Regions from separate parts of the Mus musculus genome. Here regions 1 and 3 are each linked to region 2. The links are chromatin contacts, called in public HiChIP or PLAC-seq and promoter capture Hi-C maps. All regions are on one chromosome and are shown on one strand. Each heading gives the region's core, a stretch centred on a gene start, on an enhancer-like site or on the middle of the called end of the contact. The rest is flanking DNA. Distances are from core to core; before and after follow the strand shown.

Evidence for each region. Promoter capture Hi-C pulls out the DNA fragments that hold promoters and counts their contacts. HiChIP or PLAC-seq counts read pairs in DNA pulled down with a chosen protein or histone mark.
Region 1: a contact with region 2 is called in an H3K4me3 HiChIP or PLAC-seq map of embryonic forebrain, with 16 times the contacts expected there. The contact joins the promoter of Stat5b here to the promoter of Cdk12 in region 2. A contact is called at or near these places in 2 of 115 datasets of contacts at active chromatin or transcription factors (astrocytes and embryonic forebrain).
Region 3: a contact with region 2 is called in a promoter capture Hi-C map of cranial neural crest. The contact joins the promoter of Klhl11 here to the promoter of Cdk12 in region 2. A contact is called at or near these places in 3 of 39 promoter capture datasets (cranial neural crest, hippocampal neurons and pre-B cells).

Annotation. Positions count from the first base shown.
Region 1 is chr11:100,848,724-100,852,209 of GRCm38.p6, forward strand. Stat5b (signal transducer and activator of transcription 5B) reads right to left here and starts at 1,858. Exons shown (of 19, transcript NM_001113563.2): 1 at 1,676-1,858.
Region 2 is chr11:98,201,947-98,205,383 of GRCm38.p6, forward strand. Cdk12 (cyclin-dependent kinase 12) reads left to right here and starts at 1,359. Exons shown (of 14, transcript NM_001109626.1): 1 at 1,359-2,464. The coding sequence starts at 1,422. Gm38963 (a long non-coding RNA gene) reads right to left here and starts at 684. Exons shown (of 4, transcript XR_880193.2): 1 at 585-684.
Region 3 is chr11:100,471,500-100,474,722 of GRCm38.p6, forward strand. It overlaps Klhl11 (kelch-like 11), which reads right to left and starts at 1,283. Exons shown (of 2, transcript NM_172565.2): 1 at 682-1,283. The coding sequence starts at 1,229.

The DNA.
Region 1 (3,486 bases), core at 608-3,107, 2.6 Mb after region 2:
TTGCTACCAAGAAAACACATAACAAACCACTCAGAGGCCAACCAACAGAATTCCCCAGCTGAAAAGGCTCAAAATCAACTCAGTGTCCCCAAATGAAATGAGAGAAACATGAAATAAATAATCCATAAGTAAAATACATCCGACGGACACTGTAAACATCAAACAACAAAAACAAATGAACAATAGCATGACAATGGATAAGAGGCAAAGGCCCGTATCCTGACTGAATGATAATCAAATTATGTGAGATAATGCAGACTCAACAGCTGAAAGCTTATTAAGGCACCGGCAACTATCCAATAGATTTGGAAGCCCAAGATACAAGCAGATGATAAAAGCCACTGCTACAAGGCTACACAAAACCATCGGTCCAGTGACACCCTAGCCTTTTCAAGGGACATTCTCTGAGGATACTCTAACAACAACCTATAGAGTCTTACTGAGGCAAACATCTACTTCACTGCACAAGATGGGTCCTTGTGGGTGTGAGTCCATAAACTACTAAATATAAACACACTTGTGACCTGAGCTGGCAGCTAAGTCCATCTATCTGGGCCTCAGTTTTTACAATGAAAGAATGTAGTATAATCCCAGGGGTGGAGGCTTCCCAAATCGAAGATTCTATAAGCCAGTTTGCCACTATTAATTTAATACAAGTTCCGACCCACAGCGAGACAAGCACAAAAGTGGACATAGGTCCTTGAGGAAACGAATGGCCTCTTTTTGCCTTTAAAATCTTCTGGGTCTCATTAATCCCTGCTTTCTAAACGCTGCCGTTTGTTCTTCGCCTTTTCCATCACTGCTGGCTACAAGTGTTTGCAAACGCCTCCTGCTCCAGACAAGTCCCCCCCCCCGCCCCCTTCTGCTACCCCCCCCTTGATCACTCTGACCATCTTGCCAGATTCCTTTAGACTCAGACCAGCTTCTGTGATAAGACAGCTCTCCTTCCGACTCCCCATATCTACCCCCGACACCAGGATCACTTTTTTTTTAACTCTTTAACCTTGGCTAGGAAAAACAAGATAGAAAGAAAAGAAAGGAAAAGAAAAGAAGAGAAAATGAAAGAACAGCTTGCCCGCATCCCACCACCACACATTCAAGCCCAGGCCTGGCAGGTCCTGATGTGGGACCCCGCAGCCCAGAGCCTTATCAAAATGTTCATATTTGTTGTCTTGACTCCTTATAAGGCACTATTTCTTGAAGCTTTGCTGATACCCCCCACTCCACTGGGTACCTTCGGCTCATCGTTTTCCCCAGAGTCTCGGGCACCCCCCCCCCCCCGCTTTGGGGAGCACATTATAATAAGAGGAAAAACTGGGAGACAGCAGGGACTCTTCAGAAATGCAACAGGAAGGTGTGAGGCGGCCGACAGCAGTCCCCTCGCTCCCAGGGGATCGGCTCTGTCGGCGTCCCTCACACACCCATCGTGACACGCACGCGCCAATACTTTTCACGGTATCCACGGCGCCCCCCTCCGTGGCCTCCGCGCGCCCCTCTCGTAGCCACCACCAGCGCCCCGGGCCCCTCTGCAGCCGCCCGGCGCGGCCCCCGCGGCCTCCCCACGGCCCCGGAGCGATGGCGGCGGCTCGGCCCTGCCCAGCTTCTAGACAGCAGGAGCACGGGGCCCCGCCCGGGCTCCCGGGCCCCCTGGCCCCGCGCAGGGCGCAGCTCCTACCTCGTTCTGCCCCACCAGAGCCAGCGGTCTCTCCGGTCCCGCACGCTCTCTCGCACGCCCGCTCGCTCCCTCCCCGTGCAGGACCTCCGCGCGTCGTCGCCCGCGCTCGGTCCCCGCCCGGGGTGACGGCTTGGGCCGCCGACTCTCCTCCCGCCGGGGCCCACGGGGGCGCGCGCCGCTCTCGCGCTCAGGCTCCGGGGACGCGCGCCCGCCCGTAACCCCGAGCGCGCCCCGCTTCCTGGTTCCTGCCCGCGCGCGCTCCCCAGCCCCAAGGTCCCTCCGCGCCCCTGCGCGACCGCCCTGCGGGGCCCCGGAACCCCCTGCGCGCAGTGGAGCGCGGGAGCGCGCTCGGCTGGGCCTGCGCCGCGCGCTCCCGCTGCAGGCCGAGCCCGCGCCCAGCCGCCCTGGACACCCCCTCGAGGCTCCGGGACCCCTAACACATGCTGTTTTGTTTGGGTGGGAGAGATCCCCGTTTAAGGGCACGAGCGGCGGTGGTCTTGGAGATTGGGACACCCCCTCCGCGGCCCGCCCACCGCCCTCCCGCCGGGAAACCAGGCCCGCGTCCTCTAGCTCTCAGGCCGAGGGCAGAAGTCCATAGTAGCCCCGATCAATAATTATCCCGAGCTTGCTCCCTGGAGGGAGGTTTAAACCAGGGCCCCTGTCGCACTACCCCGATGGGCACAGGCAGGACCGGGCCAACTGGATCAGTGGATTGCCCCTGGGTGAATCTATGGGGCATATGGGAGACGCCTTCCTCCCTGGGAATTTTTGCTGGTAACTAATCTTGGTTTTGGGAGTGACAGGTTTATCCAGGGCCGTCTGGGTTCTCTCCAGGGGTAGAGGGTCTCTACTACCCTTTCCCCAATGTTGGGGAGGGTTGCTGTATGTGTGAGAGAAAGCAACCTGAGTCACCCACTCTCCCGCGCTCCATCTCCCCAAGCTGGCCAGTGGTTTCCCTGGCAACCCTCCAAGGGCCAACCCGGCCAGCCCGGAAGCAAGGCACATCAGTGGTACAGAAGCCACAGCTGTAGAAACCTCAGCTGCAGGGGCAAAAGAGGGAGGACCCCTTCCCAGCACAAACACACGGAACGTCTATTCTCTACAGTCACCTACAATTTGTCCCGCTGAAAATTTTCCTAGCCAGGCAGGATCGAGAGGCAAGCTCTTCTATGATTCTCTTCCCAGCAGCCTTCCCAGGCACAAAGGTTTGGGGGTGTTAACTGATCACAAAGCCCTTCTGCTCCTGCCCTACAGGCTGGGCCAACACCTGACACAGTGCTTGGCACAAAAAAGAGGGAGAGAGCGTGGGGGCTGGGCCAAGAAGCTGGATGGGATGGAAATCAGCAGCTCTGGGCTTCCCCTTCCCCACCTTTCCTCCCCCCACCCCCCCACCCCACAGCCAGCTTAGGACGAGTTAAAACTTCAGGGCACATTTCTCTGTTCAAGCTTCCATACCTGTAAGCTATCACCTCTCCCAGAAACACACTCCTGGCCTTTCTGTGTGATGCTCGCTCTAGGGCAGTGGTTCTCAACCTTCCTAACTCCGCAACCCTTTAATATAGTTCTTCATGTTATGGTGACTTCAACCATAAAATTATTTCCGTTGCTACTTCATACCTATAAAATTTGCTACTGCTGTTTATCATAATGTAAATAGCTGTGTTTTCTAATGGTCTTAGGTAACCACTGTGAAAGGGTCCCTAGATCCCCAAATGGGTCTCAACCTACAGGTTGCTCCTGCTCTAGGGCCCAGAGTCTAGGCAGTATAACTGTTACCCTCCTGTTTCTCACCACACACTTCATACCATGCC
Region 2 (3,437 bases), core at 109-2,608:
CGAGAAACGGCTGAGGCTGAATAGCCACAACTGGGAGTCCAGCCTGGGTTACTAAGAACGTGCTGTAAGACATCCTGACATTTCCCCCAACTTTGGCACTCTAACCTTTCTACTGACTAGCCCCCCTGAATCCGGGAGTCCTTGCCTGTAAATTCGCAATGAGGACAGTGTCCCATGGGTGTGAGGGCAGAGAAAATGAATGCAAAACGCCTAAACTCAGCAAATTCCGCAGTACCAAGCGTTGTTTGCACATTCAGACTTAAAGCAGGGCGGTGGTGGTGCGTGCTCCATGCCCTTAATCGCAGCACTCCGGAGGCAGAGGCAGGCGGATTTCTGAGTTCGAGGCCAGCCTGGTCTACAGAGTGAGTTCCAGGACAGCCAAGGCTACTCAGAGAAACCCTGTCTCAGAAACCCAAGCCCTACCAGAATCCCCAATATTCAAACTTGCGCTGTAATGTCCCCAATGTTCACTTGTCCCTTGTTTTTTTTTTTTTTTTTAAACCCTATTAAATCAAAAGACTTCTTACAAGCTGTGCTAAGACCCATCCCCACCGGAACCTGGGGATATTTAATCAAAGAATTACCATTTAGGTTTAAATTTTAAAGGTAATCTCCGCAACTTCCGCTCCTATAAAGCCCCCCAAAAGGGGGAGTTGGAAAAGTATCGCGAGAATCTAACGGGCTGCGTTTGCGGCTTGGGTCCCGTTCTCGCGTTTTCTGGTGAAGGAATGTGTCGAGGTGAAAAGGGAAGCGCCAAGTATCGCGGGAGTCCAGCGGAGTCTCGCGATACTTGCGGCATTCGCCCCTCCCCCTCCCCCTCTAGTGCCGTTTCGGTTTAATCTAGTGTGTGAGTGAGTCTGGGCGAGGGAGTGAGATGTGGCTGTGAGGTGTCGGTGTGAGGCGGAGGCTAGCGAAGGGGGCTCCCTCAGGCACGAGGGACAAAGGGGGGGAGCTGAGGCAACCTAGGCCGCGGAGGCCTGGCGACAGGAAGCCAGCCGCCCCGAGCCGGGCGACCGGGTAGGGGAAGGGCCTGCGTAGTCCTCCCGGGGCTCCAGAGCCGCCGTCGGCCCCACAGGCTCCGGCGGACGCCTTCCTACTTCCTTGAGCGCCAGGGCTCGCGGGCCCGAATATCGGCTCGGCGGGGGTGGGCGGCCGTGAGGGGCGGACTCGAGCAGCTCCCGGCGTCGCGCTCCTCCCGTGCCGAGGAACTCTTGGTTTCTTCCCTCTCTCCTTCACCCCCCACCTCATGTAGGAGGGCGCTGAGGCGGCGAGAGGGAGGAGGAGCCTCGCCTGCGGTCCCTGCCCTCCCCACCCCCGTCTAGGGGCTCTTCGGGGGGCGTGGAGTCGGGGCTGGGGGGGAGGGTGGGGCTTTTTGGAGCGCCGGGGAACTTTTTCCCCTGCTTCAGGCCCGGGGAAAGGGAATGCCCAATTCCGAGAGACATGGGGGCAAGAAGGACGGGAGCGGAGGAGCTTCTGGAACTTCGCAGCCGTCATCGGGAGGTGGCAGCTCCAACAGCAGGGAGCGTCACCGCTTGGTGTCGAAGCACAAGCGGCATAAGTCCAAGCACTCCAAAGACGTGGGGCTGGTGACCCCCGAAGCGGCATCTTTGGGTACCATAATCAAACCACTGGTGGAGTACGATGACATCAGCTCTGATTCAGACACCTTCTCCGATGACACGGCCTTCAAATCAGACCGGAGGGAGAACGAGGAACGTCGGGGAACGGATCGGAGCGATCGCCTGCACCGACATCGTCACCACCAGCACCGGCGGTCCCGAGACTTGCTAAAAACTAAACAGACGGAAAAGGAAAAAAATCAGGAAGTCTCCAAATCTGGATCTATGAAGGACCGGGTATCGGGCAGTTCCAAACGGTCCGTGGAGGGGAGTGATGATTATGGGAAGGCCCAGCTATCCAAAAGCGGCAGCAAGGAATCCAGGTCGTCCAAAATGCACAAGGAGAAGACCCGCAAAGAGCGAGAGTTAAAGTCTGGATACAAGGACCGGAGTAAAAGTCATCGGAAAAGGGAAACACCCAAAAGTTACAAAACCGTGGCTAGCCCTAAACGGAGATCCAGGAGTCCCCATAGGAAATGGTCTGACAGTTCCAAGCAAGATGACAGCCCTTCCGGAGCTTCTTATGGCCAAGACTACGATCTTAGCCCCCCAAGGTCTCACACTTCTAGCAACTATGACTCCTACAAGAAGAGTCCTGGAAGTACCTCAAGAAGGCAGTCAATCAGCCCACCTTACAAAGAGCCTTCTGCTTACCAGTCCAGCACTCGGTCACCCAGTCCTTACAGCCGACGACAGAGGTCTGTGAGTCCCTATAGCCGGAGACGGTCCTCCAGCTATGAAAGGAGCGGCTCTTACAGCGGGAGATCACCCAGCCCCTATGGCCGAAGGCGATCAAGCAGCCCTTTCCTGAGCAAGAGGTCTCTGAGTCGGAGTCCACTCCCCAGGTGAGCTGTTGTCTGTCCTTCCTAAGGTAGGGTCGGTTGGGAGGAATTGAAAATGAGTCTTTAACATTTTGTTAAAGCTTTCAGTGTTCTTCTTTGACAAGTCATTTAGGTAAGTTTGGCTTTCCCCTCGCCCAATTGAGAAGTAAACATTCCAAGTGCCTCCAACTATTCAAGCAAGGTAGGTAAGGTACTTTGCAGTAATGGAGAACTTTCAGCTGTGAGAACTTGCTTCTACCTAGCGGGTGCATAGTCTTCAGAACTCGTTTAGCTGTTTGTTGCTTTGTCTTAAAATTTTGTAAGTCGTGTTGATACCAGTGCTTAAACTTTATTGGAACTCACAAGAGAATTTTAAGAAGTTACAAATTTTCGTTTCTACTGTTTGCATAAGTTATCGTAATCAATTTTGTCTACCATGTTCCCAAGTCTATAGTTATCACTGTTTTACTTCTGAAAAGTCCTGTCTTTTAACTGTTAAGTGAAAATTAAGATAACGAGAGTACTTTTTGATAGAGTTTAGCAAAAAGTGATTGAGATTTGTTTACAGTACCAATGTTGACCACTTACTTAGTGTTGAAACACTGGTAGTTTTCAAAATTTTCTTTGAAATATGTGCTAATAATGCCTTCGGCTTGCTATTTTTGTAAGAAAGATTGTTAATTTGAAATTATCTATGAAATTATCTATCCTGTCTCATGTATAGACCCATCTCTGTCCACAACAACAGAACAGGAGCTGTATATTATCTGAGTAGAATCTTAATACTTTTTTTTGTGAACTACGGCAAATTATTTAATTTTTCCATACCAGAGTTTCTTCATTTGGAAGATAGGAATAAAAACTACCTACTTCAAGGCTCTTGTGAAGATTAGTAAATAATGAAGCATGATAAATAATGTGCCATATACATAGTATGACTCAGTACATTTTATAAGTGAATGCCACTGACAGAGAAAATAACTCATGCATATGTTTT
Region 3 (3,223 bases), core at 33-2,532, 2.3 Mb after region 2:
TCAGTGTCTAGCGCTCCAGAGGTATGTGTTAAAGGATTTGTAACAGTACCAGCATCTCCACCTGCCTCCGAACCAACCTCTGTGGCGTCCTTTCTGGCTCCCCACAATCCATTTTCCACAATCCACTTTTCACTTTTGAAATATTTAAATATTTCGTATTTAAATATTAAAATCAGATAATCTCTCTACCCAGTTTCCCATCCATCACACTCAATAAAATCCAAACATTCCTCACACACACCCTCTGGTCTTTAAACCCAGCATATCCGGAATCGCTGGATTTTCTTTTTAACGTCCTTTCTTCTCTAAGCCAGCCTGGACCCTGACTGAGGCCTTTGGGAAGCCTGTAATGTGCACCCATTCCCTTTTGTACGGCCAATTTCTCTTGCCACTGCGAAGCTGGTTTAAATGACATTTCCTCCGATCCGTAGCTAGCCCTTCACCGTTTTTTAAATGTCATCATCACAGGAGTCGAACACGACCCACCGTTTTTCATCGCCTTTGTCCCTACCACCTGAAATCTGCGCTCAGGGGTGCAATGCGCACAAGCTAGACTCTCAGGGGGCATCCTCAGTGCCAGGCGCGGTGGCTGTCCCGTCGCGGGCATAATGAGGGAGCTGGCACCACAGACACTGCCCCCCACCCCCCAACCCAGCCCTCGCTCGCCCACGGTCGTCTCACCTGTCGGCCAGCTCCAGCACCTCGTGCACGCTGCCGGTGCTCACTCGGATGCGGCCGGTGTACATGTACTCGATAACGGCTTCCACCGTGTCAGGTTCGGGTCCGGGCTCTGAGCTCCACTTGCGCATCTCCACCCGGCCCGAGCGCGATTCCGAAAACTGACCCGAGAGTAAGGGCGTGAAGTACTCGGTGGCAGCGGCCAGCACCGAGCGGTGGGCACGGAACTCGCGACCTCCGGCCCCGCCGAAGCACAGGGTGATGTCGCAGAACAGGCCTTGACGCCGCTGCTCGTTCTGCCGCCAGGACAACTCGGAGCAGTGAGTGCTGCACTCGAAGTCCTCGGCCTCTGGGCCCGGATCGCTCCCGCCCGTGTCGACGAGGGTAGAGATGCCGGCCCCGGTCACGAAGTCTACCGTGCCACTGCCTCGGACCTCAGCGGCCAGGCTCGCGGAACCGGCGACGGCAGTCTCCATGCTCTCCATCTCCAGCACTTGAAAAGATGCAGCCGCGGCCGCAGCGGCAGCTGCCGCCGCCACAGCCGCCGCCATCTTGACGCCGCCGTACCGGCCCCCTCAGCTTCCGAACGGTGCGGCAAGTCTGATGCGACACAGAGGCATTCTGGGATTAAATAGTGCGCGCGGGGCGGAGCCGCGCCTGCGCACTTCTGCCGTGCTTACGCCCTCTAGCGAGGCAAGCGCAGTTCTCGGAGCCAGAAAAAAACTCAGGTCTACCTTTTCTCGCCCCTCCATTATGGTGGCCCCCTGTGCTTGTTTTGTTGAATTTTCTTCTACTTTATGTTGCTTTGGAGTGTATCCTCGCCATCACACGCACACACATTTTTTGTTTGTTTGTTTGTTTTTTAACTTTGTAGACCATGATAGCCTGGAACTCACAGAGATCCACCTTACCCCTGCCTCTGCTGGCCTGTGCCAATCCCAGCACTTGGGAGGCAGAGGCAGGCTGATCTCCCTGAGTTCGAGGACCTAGTCTCAGAAAGGACAGCCAGGAATACACAGAGAAACCCCGTCTTAAAACACAAAACGATTGACTTTGGAGAGAAAGTAATTTTTAAATTTTATTCTTATCAAAGTGTCTGTGCACAGGTCCTACAGAGGACAGGTAGGTGTTAGATTCCCAGTAGCTGGAGTTAAAGGCGGTTAAAACCCCCCTGATAAGGGTGTTGGGAGCCAACAATCAAACTGATTCTCTGAGAGAGTACTCCTAACTGCTAAACTATCTTTCCAATCCAGGAGGGGGGCAGTATAAAGAAAAATAACTTCGTTAAAGTTATTTATTTTTGCAGGTGTCTCTCATGTAGCCCAAGGTGGCCACACACTTGCTGTGTAGTTAAGGATGACTTTGAACTCCTGATTCTTCTCCTGGATTTTGGGATTACTAAAATGTTCCTGAGCACACCCAATTTTGTTTTGTTTTGTTTGTTTGTTTTTTGTTTTGTTTTTTGAGACAGGGTTTCTCTGTGTAGCTATGGCTGTCCTGGAACTCACTTTGTAGACCAGGCTGGCCTCGAACTCAGAAATCCACCTGCCTCTGCCTCCCAAGTGCTGGGATTAAAGGCATGCGCCACCATTGCCCGGCGAGCACACCCAATTTAACATGAGCTATGTAAGAAACCAGGGCAAGCCTGGCGTGGTGGCGCACTTCTTTAATCCCAGCACTCGGGAGGCAGAGGCAGGCAGATTTCTGAGTTCGAGGCCAGCCTGGTCTACAGAGTGAGTTCCAGGACAGCCAGGGCTACACAGAGAAACCCTGTCTCGAAAAACAAAAACAAAAAAAAAGAAACCAGGGCAGTTTAGTCACCCCAGCACCAATAAGTAAATAGCCCTAAAAATTACATTTATTTATTTTTATGGTAGGGTATTCGTGTGGAGTACAAAGCACAATTTAATGAACATCACTACGTTAGAGGATAGAACTCGAACTTGAGTCATTAATTAGACTTGGTTGGTGTTAGGTGCAATTAGCCATATTTTTTGCCCATAAAACAGAATATTTGTTTGTTTGTCTGTTTGTTTATAGGCAGGGTTTCAGCTAGGTAGGGGTGACTGTCCTGGAACTCACTCTGTAGACCAGTCTGGCCTTGAACTCACAGAGTTCACCTGCCTCTGCCTCCCAAGTTCCACCGGGCTGAGAAAATTATTTTCAAAAGGTAGTAAAGCATAAGACTTTGAGTCTTAGGCTGGTAAAAGTAGCACACACCTGTAACTCCAGCCGTTGGGACGCTAAGGCAGAATCATTTGTGGGAAGACAACCTGAGCTGTCTCAAAAGAAGACCGAGTCTCAGCTAGGTGGGTGAAGGTGAGGAATTACTTATGTCTGATTTCCTAAAAATGGATGTTGCCGACCTTGGAAGAACACAGAATGAAATGGAGGATCTTTGAATTTCAGAACAGGCTAGTCTAGTGAGTTTTGGGACAGCCAGGGCTACATGGAGAAACCCTGTCTCAAAAAAAAAACAAGTTGGGCATGGTGGCCCACGCCTTTAATCCCAGCACTCAGGAGGTAGAGGCAGGCGGATTTCTGA